Regions from separate parts of the Mus musculus genome. Here region 2 is linked to region 1. The links are chromatin contacts, called in public HiChIP or PLAC-seq maps. All regions are on one chromosome and are shown on one strand. Each heading gives the region's core, a stretch centred on a gene start, on an enhancer-like site or on the middle of the called end of the contact. The rest is flanking DNA. Distances are from core to core; before and after follow the strand shown.

The links. HiChIP or PLAC-seq counts read pairs in DNA pulled down with a chosen protein or histone mark.
Region 2: a FOXA1 HiChIP or PLAC-seq map of pancreatic cancer cells shows a contact between it and region 1. The contact joins two enhancer-like sites. A contact is called at or near these places in 3 of 115 datasets of contacts at active chromatin or transcription factors (large pre-B cells, pancreatic cancer cells and pro-B cells).

Annotation. Positions count from the first base shown.
Region 1 is chr6:114,419,963-114,423,894 of GRCm38.p6, forward strand. The region is part of intron 1 of Hrh1 (histamine receptor H1); the gene reads left to right. Among named protein-coding and RNA genes, the nearest start is that of Hrh1, 24 kb to the left of the region's middle. Within about 2 kb of position 1,894, at least 26 of the 459 cell types and tissues checked have an H3K27ac peak or open chromatin away from gene starts, as enhancers often do. A contact at or near this core is called in pancreatic cancer cells, where this site is marked.
Region 2 is chr6:114,929,913-114,933,844 of GRCm38.p6, forward strand. It overlaps a transcript of Vgll4 not described here. Among named protein-coding and RNA genes, the nearest start is that of Vgll4, 10 kb to the left of the region's middle. Within about 2 kb of position 2,014, at least 123 of the 459 cell types and tissues checked have an H3K27ac peak or open chromatin away from gene starts, as enhancers often do. A contact at or near this core is called in pancreatic cancer cells, where this site is marked.

The DNA.
Region 1 (3,932 bases), core at 644-3,143:
TGAGTGTCTGCCTGCCCCTGGGCCCGAGGCCATGAATGTAGTAATACTGCCTTAATTCTTACAGGGCCAGCTAGCTTGAAAGGGATGTAGCTGGGTGTGGCAGCTCATGCCCAAGATCCTAACACTTCAAGAGACTTAAGCATCACTATGAGTTCGAGGCCAGACAGTGAGACGAGAGCCAATGTGATAGTGACCCATTATCCTGAGCATAATTAGGGGTCATAGTCCTAGTCCTACTGTGTAATGCTAAGTAACTTTGGAATGACAGGTTTCTCGCTCCTTTGCTAGCAAGCTTCCCTGCACCCCTCAATACCTGACTTAAATGTCATGTCACTTGTGAATGGTCCCCAGCTTCTTTAAGCTCCTTCAGAGAGCCCTCTCTTAATAGATCACTTGGTCAGGATTCAGCCTGGGGAATTGTGAGTCCCAACTTCATTCTAAACGCACTCACTGTCCTTAGATCAAGTCTATAGAACCCTTTCTACTCAGCAGCTGTTTTAAGGGGCAGTTCACACACCCAACTACTCATCCATTTGAAGTGCGTGATGTGGTGGTTTTCAGCTTATTCGTAGTGATACGTGACTTTAAACACAGTCTAATTTAGAGTGTTTTCATCACCCCCCACCCCTGCAAAGCAAGCTCCCACCTACTATAGCCGTACCTACCCCCTGTACCACACCACTCCACCCTTTCTGTGGCAGCTGCCGACCAGTGCCGGTCATCCAGACAGATCTGCCTGCTCTGAATGCTTCACGTAAGCAGAGTCACTCGACATTAGGTGCTTTGTGACCTGTGCCTTCAGCCACTTGGCCCAGCGTTCTATTTTATTATTTATTTTAACCTGTATCCATCTATTTTCATCTCTCTCAGTTCCATGCTTAATATGCAATGTACTTTGATCATTTTCTCCGTTATCTCCCCCCTGAGCCCCCTCTCACTCCAAGTCTATTTCGTCTCCGAAGTGTTTAGCTAGAGTTGCCTGCATGTACCTGGGTGGGTCGGGGGAGGGTCATTTACCCAAGGAAGGGCAAGCTACCTATGGCTACACCACCAGAATGATACTCCACCCCAAGTAACCATTAGCTGCCAGTCAGTTCTCAGGGAGGGCTGGGCCTTATAAACTCATCCCTGCTCATAACTGAATGTTGATGGATTTAGTTTTGTGCATGTCTTAGCACCATGTTCTGGAGGCTCAGCCCTTATGGCAGTGGCTATTAACCTGTGGGTCACAACCCCTTTGGAGTCACATATCAGATATTTGCATTATGATTCATAACTGTGTCTGGCATCTGTCTCTCTGCTGCCACTCCCTGTATCCCAGGACACACCCAGTCTTGGGAAATCCCAATGAGAACTTCTTCCCTCTCTTTTCCTCTCAATGCTCATCACTGCTCTTTGATTGGAAATTCTGGGAACTGTGGAGGAAACCTGAGGAAGATGGAAGGCCCACCCCACTCCTGCATCCCTGATGTTCCCATCCTGAGACACTGTTTCCATTCATCAGAAAGCTCTGGTGCCATCATGTCCAGCCCAGCCCACCTTTGCAAAGTGACGAGGCAGGGAGGCTGAGTGAGCAGAGCCCTGGGTCTGAGGGTCTGTTGGGTCTGTAGCAGAAGTTATGGAGATCGGCATGTCTGCACTCCCATGATGGACTGGGGAGGGCTGGCATGATTCCAAAGTGACCTTCAGGCAGAAGCAGGATACTGGGTAGTGTCTGAAGTGGGAGCTGCCCCAGGTTGCAGGGAAGGTGCACTCAGGCTGAGGACTTTTGAGCTTTCAGCTCTGCCTGGGGTCTAGACTTACCTGTACCCAGAGTTCCAGACACAGATGGAGAGAAACTTAGGCTGGACCAACCCAGAGGCACATTTGTTTGTGTATGCGCGTGAATGCATGATCCTCCCTCATCTGACTCACAGGGCTTCCTAGGTACTCTGCCCCTCTTCCTGTGCTCAGGGCTAAAGAATTCAAAGATCTTCTGATGAAACCAAGGAAACATACCCACCCTGAAGCCCAGGGAGTCTGAGAGGTGTCAATGGCTCTTGCGTTTCCCAGAGCTAGCATGTCTCTGGATAATCTTGGATGGGTCCTAGGGTATAGGTGCTGCTGCCTGGTCTGCAGGGGCCTCACAGTGAGGGTACAGCCAAACTCTTGTCTGGATGCTGAAATGAACAGACACTTGACACTCACTAGGTTAGACCCTGGAGTGCAGACTGGGATGCAGAGATTAGAACATGAAGAACTGGGGTGCAGCTCAATGACAGAGCTGTTGCCTAGTGTGTTCTACCTCGGCATAAGAGTGCAGTTCCATGAAGCATGCTTGCTGGCCAGCACTGCTACCTATACATGCTGCATCACATGCACAAACTCCGCAGTCCCCACACAACCTACACGTCAGGTACTGCTATTGTCCCCATTGTACAGATGAAGAAATTGAGGCACAGAGAGACTGAGCAACTTTTTCCAAGTCACACAGCTCAGAGGCAGCACCAGTTTACTCTAAACATGAACTGTTTGGTTCTGCTGAGTGTCACCCCTTTTTCCTAAACAGGTAAATAAAGTGCTTCCTGCCCTGTCCATACCTGGGTATGAACATGACCTTTCCCTACATGGGTACACATTATTCCCAGAACAAGAACCCGTTTCCATGGAGTCAGGCATGAATAGTAAGAGGGGGGAATGTTTCCCAGTGAGCCCAGGTCACAGTCTCCAATTGGACTTACTGGGACAGACCAACTGTCAGGGGACTTCTCCCTGGGACTTCTGACATTGCTTTTCAGTTGCACTGAGTTTTTAATCCAAGGAAACAGTGCTCACTAAAGAATCAAACGAGACAACACTTGCAACAGATGGCCGGTACTCCCTGCATACCCACCTCAGATATCTATCCTGGGGGTCATGAAAACAGTCTAGTGCCTGGGCCTGAGGACGTCCCGGGCATCCCAGAGGCTCAGCAGAGAGAGCAGAGTCCCGGATACAGTGCCAGGATGTGCACTAGCGAGTCTCTATGCATCACCGGCCCAGGCAGTATCAATCAGGTTCTGTCTCACCAGCCACCTCCTCCAGGAAGCTTTCCCTAGTTCTTCAAAGGAGTTAGCAGCTTCATTTCCAACCCTCACCACACCGGGCACTGCAGGCGATGTGTGTACTGGGGCCTTTGGAGCAAATACTGTCTTATCTGCCTCGCTGTCCCTGGCACCTGCTGTGTACCTCCTGGATGTGAAGCTGGTACCGCAAGAGTTGTTCACTGAATACTAAGAGTAACAGATGGACACGTAGCTCTGGCCCACACCCAGTGTCCCCACTGGTCTGGGGTCTGATCTGTTCAGTGCTGTGCCATGAAGAGGGCTGAGTCTCTGCCCAATTCCAGCCACCCTCTGGCATTTCCTTCTCCACTCAGTTTCATCACAGCTCTCAGGATTGCATAGCCTGGGTCCTCGCTCCTCCCAGCAAGACCTAGCCCTGTTTTAAGGCCCTTTCTGCCCCAGAGCCCTGAAGTCTAGGAGGGCTTGGGAGAGTCCCACCCTTTCCTTCTCCTGCCGTGGGAGATATGTGCACTTGGGGTGTGGCAACTAGGGCTTTAGATTTATTAGGGCTGTCAAGGAGATGGATCGCTTATTTCCTGCCAAGTGTAGCTGAAGGAATAGACATTATTTGCCTCAACATGAGGGAAAGCGGTGGGGTCACCATGCCAACACTCTTAGACATTGTAACTGTGATAGTGTAACCATCACTCCTGACCAGCCTTAGGACATGGCAGTAGCTCTACCATTATCCTTTCACAATGAGGGAAAACAGAGGTGCTGAGAGGCATGCTGAGTCTAGAGAAGGCTGGGTCCAGCTCAGAGTGGCTCGTAGTACTGACTCCTGACTCTGAGAGATGGAGGGAGGATCTGGGTTTACTGCTTGCAAGCGGTGGTTCTCCTTGGCCTGGG
Region 2 (3,932 bases), core at 764-3,263, 510 kb after region 1:
AGACTGAGCCCAGAAGGACAAACAGGAGGAGGATGCAAAGGACACTGCAGGCGGCACCAGAGGCAGAAAGCAGGACACTCTGCCTGCTTTCTATCTAAGGGGACAGAGGCTTCCTGGTAAAGGAGCCCTAAACGTAGGAAAGATTGGGCTTACAGCCCGGCTCTGACACTTGATCAAGTAACTGCACAACTGCTGACTTCCGGGTATGTAAATGAGCATGGCAGAACCCCGCCCCCCAATCATGCAGGGCTACCTAGGGCCAGACCGGTGAATTCAGAGCTAGGGCTTCTTGCACAATGGTTTCCTCATGTTCCATAAAGGATGCCAAGTCTGTTAGGGTGATAGGCCTGCCCTGCCCCCAGCCCCAAAGAACTGCAAACAGAACCAGCCATAAAAAAGGGGGAGAAAAGAGCGGGAACAAAGGTCTTGCCACTGCCCGTTTAACGGCTTCCTTAACACCCAGGTGGCGTTAACCCTCAGGTTGATTGCTCAGAAAAATGTAAGATTACTGCTCCGAAAAGCTGCCAGCTATCCAGGACTCATATGGATCACCCATCTGTCACTTAAGTAGACAGTAGTAATGGAAGATACACCTCCCTTCATGACTTCCTTCTGGCACAGCCTCTCCTCCTCTCTCTACTCCTCTGAAAAGTCCCCTGTAGACTCGGGTACAGAACAGCAGGTTCCCTCCCATTGGCACCCTACCTGCACCTGTCTAAAACCCAAATTCTGGGAACTCCTCTTTCTCCTGAGCCTCTTGTCCCCACCAGCACCCAGGTGGGATCCCGACACACAACGCTGGTGCATAGAACAGCGGTGTCCGCCACCTTCTGCTGGGTTACATAGTTTTTCTTACCACAGGAGCACGTTAGCACTCTGCTCTCCTTACAAACCAAGAAAGACAGAGAGAAAAACAGACAGGCCAAGAGACAGTGCCAAGAGAGTATTGATCATAGCAGACACAGGATGCTGGCTTGCACTCCTGGTAGGTTAGCTCTGCAGCCATAGTTTGCCGTCAGCTGCAAGTTCTGTGTCCTTCTGAAGGGCACACCGAGTGACACATGGCTACCTGGGATGAAGGACTGGTTGCACACATATCTGGATGAGGCCAGTCCCGGGAACAGTGGCCATAAGGGACTTCACTAACCCAAGTTTCAGGGAAGATCCTGTTAGTTGTGAATGTCTCTACCGTCCACTCTGTCTGAAATGGTTTCTCTAGGATCCCAGCTACAGTGTCCCTGTATAAGCATTCCCATTGTACCCAATGCCCAAGAAAACGATAACCCCAATGCTTCCAATTCACATTACACCCAGATAAAAGCTCCCCCCACCCCCTCTTCTGTAAAGCACGTGGTAAGGAAGGGGGGAGAGAAAGCTCTGCCTGTGTGGGCAAGCTCAGGGCATCCCCTCCCCAAAGCGGTAACCAAGCCGCCAAATTTAGACACAGCTGCCACCGAAGCCCTAGGTTACAGTTTCTAGCTTGGCTCTGGAAACACCAAGAAGGGGGTTACCCTCCCCCACCCCCGTGTCCTCCCAGGGAAGGCTGACACATACAGCAACCATTTCCCTCCAATCGCTGAGCCAGGAGCACCCTTCCACACCCTCGGCAGATCACGGCTGCGTGCCTGCTTTCAGTAGCATGACTAATTAAGACGAAAATAAAAACAAAAACGGGTGCCAGTTCAATATGCCAGGAAGGCCGCGGAGAACGAGAAGGCGGGAATTCGGTCTGGATCTTTCACTTTATTGGCCTGGCGTGTGGCCAAGGACTCTTCATCAAAGAGAAAACTCGAGTCCCTCCGTTTCCCCCTTATGAATGCACATTTAATGTTCAACAAGAAAGTGAGCTTGGGTGAGCAAGGTGGTCAAAGTACCCTCATGAAATGTGCAACAGCCTGCTGTGTACATGAACGTAGCTTAAAAGTTCAAAGTCGGGCAAACACCTAGTCTATTAGGTGTTCTATCAGACAGGAGGAGGTAGCTGAGTCCAGCAGCAAGATCACAGCACGCGGACACCTGACCCTGCCTGCATGCCTTGGTCACAAACTCACCCTAAACAGGATCAAGCTACACACGAGACTCTGGACCGTACTAAGCCTAGGGCACAGACAATTTTCATGTTTTCAAGGGCTGTGTGCCGACTTTGGTGTCCCGAAGCACGGCAGGGAAGACATGACAGGGTTAGGGCCTGTGGACAGAGAGAAGCTGCCTCCACTCTGGCTCTGCAGAGCGAGAGAAGAAAATTCCCACCTCACTGGCCTGGAAGCTTTTAGGGTCTGGACAGAAAGAATGCAAAGCCTGTGTTACAAGAACTACAAACACACACTAAAGGGCCAGGGAGGGAGAAGGCCTACTTTGTGCAGGGACTTGGGTGTGGATTTCATAAATAAAATGGCACTTGTCCAAGACCTTAACAGACTTGCAGAGCGGGTTAAGGAGCACGTCTTTGGAGATGGAGCGCCTCATCAATGAAGCACGTATGCTAACTCACAGTCCTCTCCCAGGAAGCTGGGTGAGTGGGTTAGCAAGCATTACTGAGAACCCAGGGCTGGTGGCAGACACACAGACAGCCTGGACTACAGAGACCTCATCTCAATAAAAGCCACAGAGGGGGGCTGAAGAGAAGGCTTGTGGTTAAGAGCATACATGTCCTGAGTTCAATTCCCAGCAACCACATCATGGCTCACAACCATCTGTGACAGGATTTGATTTCCTCTTCTGGTATGCATGAAGACAGAACACGTGTGTGTGTGTGTGTGTGTGTGTGTGTGTGTGTGTGTGTGTGTGTGTGTGTGTGTGGTTACTGAAAGCACAAAGGTAGCCCCAAAGGTCCAGTGCTGGAGGTGAGAATGAATGGACCCTATGAGGATATGGGCTCAGGTATGTAACATCCTCCCTCCAGCTCTAGAAAATGAAGATAATACCTGACTAGGCCATTCTCCCTTGATGCCACCAGTGTTTCACAGCATCTAAAACAACCTGCTGTAACCCTGAAGGTTTTAACTCCCAGGTAGCAAGCTGGGGTCCCGGCCAGGCTGTTTGCCCCAAAGTACTGCCCGCCCAGTGTTGATGGCAGCAGACCCCACAATGCCAGGCACCCTGCTCTCTACTCCTGCCTGTCACTCTCAGGCCACTTCCCTCAGTGCCTCAGTATGCTCTCCTGCAACTGTTCACACTAGTTTCAAATTCTGAGTTAACCATGCAGGTGTCTGCATGTCTCCATCTCAGAGGGTCCTTCTGTGCAACTGCTATTTTTAGCTAGTTATTTAGTTAGTTAGTTATGTATTTATTAAAGAGGAAGCGTAGGGCTGAAGAGATGACTCAGTTAAGAGCAATTGTTGCGCTTGGGGAAGACCTGGGTTTGGTTCTCAGAACCCACATGGCAGCTCACAACTGTGTGTAACTCCAGTTCTAGGGGATGTGACACTCTCTTCTAACCTCCTCAGACACCAGACACACGTGTGGTGCACACACATACACGGAGGCAAAATACTCATAGACATTAAAATTTTTTTGCCAGGTAGTGGTGGCGCACACCTTTGATCCCAGCACTTGGGAGGCAGAGGCAGGCAGATTTCTGGGTTCGAGGCCAGCCTGGTCTACAGAGTGAGTTCCAGGACAGCCAGGGCTACACAGAGAAACCCTGTCTCGAAAAAACAAAAACAAAAATACAAAAACAAAACAAAACAAAAAAATTTTCTTAAATCTTAAAAAAAAATCTTTACAAGGGGGGAGAACTTGACCAACATGATTATGTGCATGTTTGAAATATAACGAAACCTAGCCTGTACAATTAATACGTTCGTAAAAAACTGAATGGGGCTGGGTTGAAACCGCAACTGAGTGAATGTTTCTGGCTTCTTTTTGTGAAACTACACTTGTCCTCGATCCTCTCTATAATTTTTATTTTTGTTTTGTAGGTTTGTATACGG